Regions from separate parts of the Mus musculus genome. Here regions 1 and 2 are each linked to region 3. A link is a contact called in public HiChIP or PLAC-seq data. All regions are on one chromosome and are shown on one strand. The core of a region is the stretch at or near the end of the contact, and the rest is flanking DNA. Distances in the headings are between cores, read along the strand shown. Region 1 overlaps Cdh23 (cadherin 23 (otocadherin)). Region 2 overlaps Sgpl1 (sphingosine phosphate lyase 1). Region 3 has its middle 10 kb from the start of Cdh23.

Region 1 (3,262 bases), core at 157-2,656, 390 kb after region 3:
TGGGAGGTGTCTCAGAAGCCTTGGGGTCATTAATATTCATTACCCCCCCCCCCAGTACAGGAAGCTTTCTTACCTCTTTGTTGAGGAGGACAAGTGATGGCAGGCAGTCCCTCCTCTGCCTCTGTCCTGCTATGGGCAGTGCTACCTACCCACAGTCCCTGTAAAGCACCCCTCCTCCCCTCAAAGCCTCAGATCCTTCGTCAAGTATGAGAGCCCAGGATGAGAGTGGCCACAGCTCAGCCATGGGCGCCTCTGTGTCTCAGGGAAGGTCATCGCCAACCGGACTGTAGACTACGAGGAAGTGCACTGGCTTAACTTCACTGTGAGGGCCTCAGACAACGGGTCCCCACCCCGGGCAGCCGAGATCCCTGTCTACCTGGAAATTGTAGACATTAATGACAACAACCCCATCTTCGATCAGCCCTCCTACCAGGTAGGTGGACAGACCAAAATGGGGGTCAGGACCTGACCCTATTCCTTGGGGTCTTTGGTGTGGTTTCCAAAGGCTGAGCACAGGAGTAACATGTTGCCCTGGGGCCTCGCTGAATCAGTGAATTCCTGGGCAGGGCATAGGCTCTGGGTTGACCCTGCCTTCACTCTCCTTCTACCCCTACCCCTCCCCTCCCCCTCCCCTCCCCCTCCCCTTCCCCCGCTCCTCCCCCATTCTTTTGTCCCCCTCCTCCCTCTTCCTATCCACCCTGCCCCCTCTAGGAGGCCGTTTTTGAGGATATAGCTGTGGGCACGGTCATCCTGAGGGTTACAGCTACGGATGCGGACTCGGGCAACTTCGCCCTCATTGAGTACAGCCTGGTAGATGGAGAGGGCAAGTTCGCTATCAACCCCAACACCGTAAGTCGACAGTAGGAGGGTCTGACCCCGGGAGTGGGAGGGCCCAGAGTCCTGGTCTGAAACATCACCCAAAGCATCCCAGGTACATGTTTCTGGGTCCTGTCACATCTGTAGACCTCAGGCTTCTTTAGCTAAGTAAGCTAACTCTCCTCAGAGTCCCAGGGGTTGTTAAGACTGTGACCCACAAATGAAAGAAGGAACTGGCCCTTTGGTGACATGGCCCAAAACTCCAAGTTCAGGAGACCACACACTTGAGACTGTTGCAAGAGGCTGAGGAGCCCCGTGGGAATTGGGTGTGGTGTTTGAGCACCTGCTGAATGCATAGGCCTATAGTCAATGTGGAAAGGGGAACGGCACCCCAAAGTGTGGGACCCTCAAGTCCCCATCGGTCTCAGCCTTTCATGATAGTAGGAATTCGGAGGAAAAGATGAGCTGGTGATTCAGGTGTCTGCTTGTTAAACCAGTTATTTCCAGTGTGAGGAGGCAGCTTTGTGGCAGGCAGGAGTGCCAGCAGAGCCTTCCGCAGTTCCTGGCACTGGGGTTTCTTGCCCTCTGTGTCCCACTGCACACTTCCCTTCAGGGGGTTTTACTCCTGTGCACTGAGCACACAGGCACTGTGCTTGCAACTGTTACCAGAATACGTATTCTATGCCAGGCCCTGGTTAGGCAGTTGGCTCCAGCCTGGGCTAGTCACTCCATCTCAGATAGAATGTGGTAGGAGGGGGACAAAGTACCAGAAAGGGGACACCACAGAGACTACTGCTCCTCTTCGGAGCACTGGTACAGATTCTGATAGTATCTGGCCATAGTAGATAATCAATAAACATGTCAAGTTGATGATATCTGCCTCCTCCAACTAGGGCGACATCTCTGTCCTGTCCTCTCTGGACCGAGAGAAGAAGGACCACTATATCTTAACTGCCTTGGCCAAAGACAACCCTGGGGATGTGGCCAGTAACCGTCGAGAGAACTCGGTACAGGTGAGGGCACAAGCCTGGGCCCACGACGAGAGGCGGCAAGCCAAGTCCATGGAGACTGACTGCTGCAGGCAGGCCACCAGCCTCCTCGGGCATGGTGGCAGGAAAGATGAGATGTTGGCTGCTGGGCTTCCTGGCTGTGGCTTCAGGAAGAAGAGGAGAAACCTCTCATTCCCAATGCTGCGTGGACGGCCAAGTACACCTAGGCGTGACCCAGGTGACACCTGGCTGTCTTCCCGACCCAGCATCTCAAGGTGCCCTACAAAGCCATACGGCAACAAAAACTAACTATAAACTAGTCATTTTCACTCGTGGCTCCTTATTTATTTATTTATTTATTTATTTATTACATTTTTGAGACAGAGCCTCACTCTGTAGCCTATGCTGGCCTTAGCCTTGGAGATGCTGTAATGCCAGTGTCCCAGGTTCCTTTCAAACTTTTTGTAGCTGAGGGTGACCTTGAACTCCTGATCTTCCTGCCTCTACCACCCAAGTGGTAGGATTATAGCGTGGACAACCATGCCTGGTATATGAAGTCATGGAATCCAATCCCATAGCCTCATTCATTCTAGCTACAAAGAGATCAGCACTCGACCAACTGAGCTCCACCACCCCCCAGCCTAAAACGCTGTCTCAAAAAAATAGACAGTACAGATGGGTATGGTGACACATGCTTTAAATCCCACCACTCGAGAGGCAGAAGGATCTCTGTGAGTTTGAGGCCAACCTGGTCTACATAACGAGGTCTAGGCTAGCCCAAAAAGACCATGTCTCAAAACATAAATTAATTGACTAGTTAAATGACAGGGCTTTTTACCTGGCTTGGTGCCCTGTCCCTTCTCTACTCCACCTTATCCTTGTGTAACAGGGTTTCCTAAGGCAGCCCCTTTCAGGCTCTGGCGATCTCCCCAGGTGGTGATCCGAGTGCTTGATGTCAATGACTGTCGGCCTCAGTTCTCCAAACCGCAGTTCAGCACGAGTGTGTACGAGAACGAACCAGCAGGCACCTCGGTCATCACCATGCTGGCCACCGACCAGGATGAGGGCTCCAATAGCCAGCTGACCTACTCTCTCGAGGGCCCTGGAATGGGTTCGTGGCCTTCCTTGGCTGCCCAGGAGGGTTAGAGGGCAGGGAGGGGCAGGCTGCCATGTCTGTCACCCCGGCGGGGGACAGGAAGGCTGTCTCAGTCAGCCCATTCACTTCCTCTCTCCCACTGCCAGAGGCTTTCTCTGTGGACATGGACTCAGGCCTGGTGACCACGCAGCGGCCGCTGCAATCCTATGAGAGGTTCAACCTGACTGTGGTGGCTACAGATGGTGGGGAGCCCCCACTCTGGGGCACCACGATGCTCCTGGTGGAGGTCATCGATGTCAATGACAACCGACCCGTCTTTGTGCGCCCACCCAATGGCACCATCCTGCACATCAAAGAGGTA
Region 2 (3,158 bases), core at 49-2,548, 430 kb before region 3:
TGGCTGGGTCTGAACAGCAAGTCATTTAATTATGATAAAATAGTTCAGAACACATTTAATAACACATTGGTGGAAGCTTGCATAGGCTAAGAGTATTTCCTGTGTGTGTGTGTGTATGTGTATGTGTATGTGTATGTGTGTGTGTGTGTGTATATATATATATATATGCATATATATATATATATATATATATATATATATATACACATACATGCATATATATGTGTGTGTGTGAGAAATGTATAAATAGGAATGTGATATATATATTTATATATTTGGGGACCTTTTTTGAAATAGGGTCTGACTGTATAGCCTAGGCTGCCTCAACCTGAGTGTGCCTCTATACCTGGCTCCTTAATATTCTTCTGCCTCTGTGCCTCTCACTTGTGGATCAGATATAAGCTCTTAGCTACTCCTTCAATGCCATGCCTGCTTGCCTACTTCCATGTTCCTCTTACTGCCATGTTACCCACCATGGTGATCATAGACTCACCCTCTGAACTGTAAGCCCCAATACAACATTTCTAAGCATTTATTTTGCTAATTGCATTTAGTTGCATGCTTTTTTCCTTCTAATCTATTTAGAAATGTACCCTATAGTACTTTTAAAGATTTATTTTTATTTTTAAAATTATATGTGTAAGTATGGGTATGAACAAATGAATGAGTCCAGTGCGTGTGGAAACCAGAGGCGTGGGATCCCCTTAAAGCTGGAGTTACAGGCTGGGAGTCAAACTTGGGCCCTCTGCAAGAGCAGTTCTTAACTGCCAGTCTCTTGCCAGCCCCTGTAGTACCTTTTTGATGTATTTCCTAAGAGAGACACTCAGAATTGTTACTTTAATTAAGCATCTTGTCTTTATTTGACACTTTGTCTTGATTGCACACACATGCACAGTAAAAGTACCATACCAAAAGTACCTTATAGTACTTTGGCTTGTCTACTTTGTGAGATTCTTAAAAGGCTTTACTACTGTTCCATGAGTGTATGCCCAGAGGCTTGTGAATATTGCATTTCTCCTCCTTCCTGTGGCCAGGGTTGTTTGTTATCTCAGTGGCTGAGGATGTGCTTTGCATAATACCTCAGGGCTGCAAGTAGAATAATTAAACTGAAGTAATGCTGGGCATACAGTTTAACGTATAATGGGTGGCCACGGAGCACCTGTGGACCTGTAAGCTTTCTGAGATAACTCTCAGGTACTAATCATCTTGACTCTGCCGTGGAAGTTTAGGGGAAGTGTACAGTTTGCTCTTGATGGAGCCTGTCTCTTCTGTATCACAGCTAGTTTGGTTGCAATGGCTGTTTGGTTTGTTGCTCAATTCTCACTTCTTCTTTAATGACCCCAGAGAGTTTTTCCTTTGGGCTTGTGATCTGCTTTTGCTGATTAACTCTGCTGCCTTTTGAGGCTCCTAGAGATATTTTTTTTCTTTTACATGTTTACTTTGTGCTTTGAAGTTTTATAGAAAGTGATATGTAAGAGAATCAGATTCTGGGTCTTAATTATAGAACTCTCTCAGTAGGTGATCTGGGTAAAACAGGTTTTTCATTTTCTTGGAAGTTAATTTCTGCTCTAAAGCTCAGATTTGTTTTGGGTTTGTTGTTGTTTGGTGGTGGGGGAGAGGTGCAAAACAAATGGAGCTGAATGGGAAGAGGAAATGAATACTTTTCCTACCAAAAGTTAGCCAACTTTCCCTCGCCTCCCCCCACCCCCCATTGGAATGTGTGAGAAACAGGACCTTCACTTTGTAATAACAAATTCACCATACTGATGAAAACAGTAGTTTTTTTTGTTATTTTGTTTGTTTGTTTGCTTGTTTGGTTTTTGAGACATGGTTTCACTCAGAGTGAAACAGTTTTTGGTTTTATTTGTTTTTGTTTTGTTTTTTGTTTGTTTGGCTGGTTAGATTTTGTTTATTTTCTAGACAGGGTTTCTCTGTGTAGCCCTAGTCATCCTGAAGCTCTTTGTAGACCAGGCTGGCCTCAAACTCACAGAGATTCACCTGCCTCTGCCTTCTGAGTGCTGGGGTTAAAGGTGTGCACCATCATCACCACCTAGTGAGAAATACTTTTTAAATACACAATTCTGTAGAAAAGGATGCCAGCATAGAGAAAGATGAAAATGACTAGAATGGTGATTTGGTTCAAGGTTTGGGCTTGTTTTTCTTTTTTCTTTTTTTTCTTTTTCTTTTCAGAAACAATGGTAACTCAATCTCTGGGTGCAACAACTAAAACCTAATCTTATAAACCTTATTAAAAATCTGATTACTCTGATCTCTAATCCTCGCGGATCCACCAAGATACTTGGGAAACTCTAGCAGCTACATCTTACCCTTACTCTATACCCATTCCAAAAGGGCCTGACTCTTTCTGCTTCCTCTTTTCCTCCGTCTAACCTGGAAGTCCCTCCTACTCACCCTGTTACTGGCTTCTTTATTCATTATGGGATTGGTTCACAAAAAGCCACTTGAGTACATGACTCATACCTCATTCCAGACTATCTCTCCCGGGAGAGCAGAATTAACATAAAAATACAGGCAGCACAGAGCCATCCACAACATTTCCCCATTTCTGTTCTAATAAAAAAACTAAACCTTTCTCTTAATGTAGAGCACAACTATTACCATTTTGTAATTTATAAAGTATAGATAAACCTAGCACTCAGTCCATCGATTTTGTCACTAAGAATATTGTCATCTATCCTAAATTAAAAGACTTATCATTTAAGGCTACACCTAACTCATGTTCTGGCTTTAGATTGTAAGCAATCTGAAAACCATCCTCTCGAATCTATATCATCTTTCTTAATGCTAAACAGCTTAGGTTGGCTATGACTAGTCTTCAACCCTGACAGAAATCCAAGAACAAGTAATATTACTGGTATTAGAAGCGCAAAATATAACTTCCAAAAGTTAGCCAGTTATAGAGAGTGCTGATCACCTGGACAGTCCCTATACTTCAAAACATTGGAGCTTCAGTCTTCAGCCTTCTGGCCCAGGATCATCTGACAGACCTTTGTAATGCAGAATTTTGAAAGGCTGAGATTATCAGTAGAATGTGTCCTTTTTCTGGACAGTATTTTGTCTGTAGATGAAATGAGGCAGTTCTTGCCTAGTGGCTGTCTCACCACAACTGGAACAACACCACTGATGCTCAATTTCTT
Region 3 (3,187 bases), core at 492-2,991:
CTTTCTATTGTTCGGAAGCCTCTAAGCCCAGGACATGGCTTCCTTTAATGTTTGTTTGTTTACATGAGTATGCAGAGACAGAAATCGGCACTGGAATCGAGGTGCCGCAGAACAGTGCACTTTTATTTCGAGATCTGTGTTGCTGGGATGTAGCACAGTCGGCAAAGTGCTCGCCTTGCAAGTACAAGGACCCAAGTTCGATACCCCAAGCCTCCCCCTGGCATATTTGTAATCCCAGCATGGAGCTGCCTAGGAAACAGGCAGGTTTCCTAGGGTTCACAGGCCTAACCTACGTGCAAGTCCCAGGCCAGTGAGGGACTCTGTCCCTCAAAAAGGACAGTGGATGGTATCTGAGAAAGATCTAGAGGTGGCCCTCTGTTTCTTGTGTGCACATGCTCACAGTACACAGACACATGAACACACATATACACACATACACAGGAACAGGAATGGAGCAATGAGAGTTTTGTGGGACATGGTAGAAAAGTACTCTATTGCCACAAACACCTTTAAACGTGATTCTGGTGAGGGTTCATGGGGAACTGTGTTCTAAAAGGCCTGAATATTAGAGAATCCTTGTGTGATATCGATGTAGTGATGGATATCCCAAAAGTCCTTCCGTTAAAACTCGTGGCTGAGGTGGGAGCAGCCTGCTGAACAGGGAGGATGATTTCAGGTTATGAAGCCTATGAGGCCCAGGGAATAGAATGTAGTGGTTTGGCTGGGCAGCAGTGGCACACCCCTTTAATCCCAGCACTTGGGAGGCAGAGGCAGCATCTCTCTGTGAGATCTAGGTCAGCTAAGTCTACAGAATCCAGGACATCCAGGGCTACACAGAGAAACTCTGTCTCAAACAAAACAAAACAATATGGTATCTTGAGTGACAGTGTCCCCCATAGGTTCAGATATTTAAATTACTTGGTCCCCATTTGGTGTTACTGTTTGGGAATGTTTAGGAGGAACACTCTTGCTGGAGAAAGCATGCCGCTGGGGCAGAACATTCTAGAGCCCTGGGCTTCACACGGTCTTCCTGCCTTATTCTAAGACCCATATCCAGGTCTTAATCTGGGGTTTCTGGGTGGGATCAGGAATTCACCAAATCCCTGTGGTCATGGACTGCAGTGTGTTTGCCTCCCTTGGGGATAGGAGGAGTCAGGGCTGGGTCCAGATCATCAGAGTCAGAAACAGAGAGTGTTGTCCGTGTTCCAACTTAGGCTCCAACTAGATCAACCTATGCTAGATGGGGCTCTGCTCAAGAATGACTTCTGGGAGGCTGGAGCGATGGCTCAGCAGTTAAGAGCATTCATTGTTCAATTCCCAGCACCCACATGGCAGCTCGCAATGGTCTGGAACTTCAGTTCCAGAGGATCTAACATCCTTACGCAGACACACATGCAGGCAAAACACTAATGCACATGAAACAAAATAAAAACCTCAGTTAAAAGAACAAAAGACTTTTTGAACCTGACTCCTTCCAGTTGGTCAGTGACCTTCCTTGGACAAGCCTCTGTAGGTCTGGTTCCTTGTGGGCCTGTCGCCATGACTTCTTGTGAAGATTGAACCAATCCATGCAGAACTAGCTGGTCACCCCTGGCTAGAGGATTACTTGTTCTCCCCGGTGCTGGTACCATAAAGAGGAACAAAGGAGACAAGATGGTGACCCAGGTCTAGAGCCTTGGCTGGCAGGTGACATCATGAGAGAGCAAGTCTGCTCTCTGCTCTCAGGGATAGGAGGATGCCCCATAGGGAAGCTAGAGGGTGAAGCAAATCTACCCAAAGTTTCATTTCTGGTCATACACTAAGCCAGTCACATCCCGCACAATTCAGGAAGTGGCTCTGGCAAGTGGCTCTGGCACAGGGCAGAAGCTGTGCATCTGAAAAGGCCTGATAGGTGCCCTTGTGGTATCGTCCCATGGCCGGTTTGAAGTCACTGTTTGGTGTCTGAGAAAACAGAGGAACGGTCAACCATGGAGTCACACCCAGAACAGGCATTAGTTAGCATGGACATGTCAGAGGACCCGAAGTAGAGACCGAGGCATGCAGCTGTATGCAGCAGAGGCAGCCGAGGTTGAAGGCCTCTGGGACCAGTTCTGCCACAGCAGGTTTCATCAGACCCTTCAGAAGCACTTGCTAGGACGCAGAGGGCTTGATCCACCCCATTTCATAGCCCAGGAGTGATGACAAGTCTCCAGATGTCACCAGTGCAACCTGTAAGAGGACCACCACGCTCTGAAAGATGGATGACGGTTGTCAGGAGCTTGCCCCTGGCCAGAGAGGGTGTGAAGACTTCATCTGTTCCTGTTCTGGCTGAGGGCTCGCCTGGAAGGTTCCGGAAGGAGCAGGTGCATTGCGAGCTCATTCAGACTTCTGCAGACACAGTCACAGACTTGGGGTGCTCTCTGCATTTCAAGTGCCACATCTTGCCTCTCCGTGTGCCCCCATGCATGGCTTCCCTCCTCCCCCACTAAATCTTTCCACCTGTTCCCTCTCACCTGAGGCCTGAGGGAGGGCGGGGGCGGGGGTGGGGTGAAGAAGGGTGAGGACTGAGGGGCGAGTCTAGATACAGAGCTGTGATTTCACTTCTGGCAGGCATCTTTGGAACCCAGGTGGGGTGCAGGGCCACCACCTGCAGTGAGAGGGTCACACCTCCTACCTGCTCTCTGGGGCTCATTAGCTGCTGAGGTAAGGCTCAGTCTCTCTCTCTCTCTCTCTCTCTCTCTCTCTCTCTCTCTCTCTCTCTCTCTCTCTTTCTCTCTCTCACATTTGCTGAGTTTTTGCTGAGACTCAAAGAGGGAAATGAGCCACTGCCACTCAGCAAGCACTCTTTGAAACAGAAACTGAGCCTTCTGCATTTTCTAATGATGCCCTGTGATCTAAAAATGCAGAAGTCTGGCCTTGCGTCTTCAAAAGTCCCCTTTCTGAAAAGAGGTGTCTGGAGCTCACCTTCTGCTTACCAAGCTCCCAGGGATGGAACGGTCAGGTGCCCCCCCAACATGTCAGGCCAGCTGATGCCAGCTTCCTGCTGAGTGATTGGCCTCTGGGTGGTTGTGAGGAGATGGCAAAAGTCCCAACTCTTCCTTTTCTGTTTTTTTTTTTTTTTTTGTTCTTTGCCATTCCTCACATCTTGTCCTATTGTGTAAAAGTCAGCCACTTTGTCCTATTGTGTAAAGGTCAGACTCTGGAAATG

What was found. HiChIP or PLAC-seq counts read pairs in DNA pulled down with a chosen protein or histone mark.
Region 1: an H3K27ac HiChIP or PLAC-seq map of microglia shows a contact between it and region 3, with 6 times the contacts expected there. The contact joins two enhancer-like sites. A contact is called at or near these places in 13 of 39 promoter capture datasets (the 3T3-L1 cell line, the C10 cell line, cranial neural crest and 7 more), 5 of 15 datasets of contacts at CTCF or cohesin (the NIH/3T3 cell line, embryonic stem cells, large pre-B cells and 2 more), 148 of 484 Hi-C or Micro-C datasets (the AML12 cell line, the AtT-20 cell line, B cells and 86 more), 5 of 115 datasets of contacts at active chromatin or transcription factors (astrocytes, embryonic stem cells, microglia and 2 more) and 4 of 9 other capture datasets (adipose tissue, liver, macrophages and 1 more).
Region 2: an H3K27ac HiChIP or PLAC-seq map of microglia shows a contact between it and region 3, with 5 times the contacts expected there. The contact joins two enhancer-like sites. A contact is called at or near these places in 1 of 39 promoter capture datasets (hippocampal neurons) and 1 of 115 datasets of contacts at active chromatin or transcription factors (microglia).

What each region holds. Positions count from the first base shown.
Region 1 is chr10:60,314,190-60,317,451 of GRCm38.p6, reverse strand. It overlaps Cdh23 (cadherin 23 (otocadherin)), which reads left to right. Exons shown (of 71, transcript NM_023370.3): 52 at 264-433; 53 at 712-849; 54 at 1,710-1,829; 55 at 2,739-2,916; 56 at 3,048-3,259. Among named protein-coding and RNA genes, the nearest start is that of Vsir, 31 kb to the left of the region's middle. Within about 2 kb of position 1,406, at least 7 of the 459 cell types and tissues checked have an H3K27ac peak or open chromatin away from gene starts, as enhancers often do. A contact at or near this core is called in microglia and pre-pro-B cells, where this site is marked.
Region 2 is chr10:61,133,526-61,136,683 of GRCm38.p6, reverse strand. The region is part of intron 2 of Sgpl1 (sphingosine phosphate lyase 1); the gene reads left to right. Among named protein-coding and RNA genes, the nearest start is that of Sgpl1, 13 kb to the left of the region's middle. Within about 2 kb of position 1,298, at least 59 of the 459 cell types and tissues checked have an H3K27ac peak or open chromatin away from gene starts, as enhancers often do. A contact at or near this core is called in microglia, where this site is marked.
Region 3 is chr10:60,705,020-60,708,206 of GRCm38.p6, reverse strand. No RefSeq gene overlaps it. Among named protein-coding and RNA genes, the nearest start is that of Cdh23, 10 kb to the right of the region's middle. Within about 2 kb of position 1,741, at least 49 of the 459 cell types and tissues checked have an H3K27ac peak or open chromatin away from gene starts, as enhancers often do. A contact at or near this core is called in microglia and pre-pro-B cells, where this site is marked.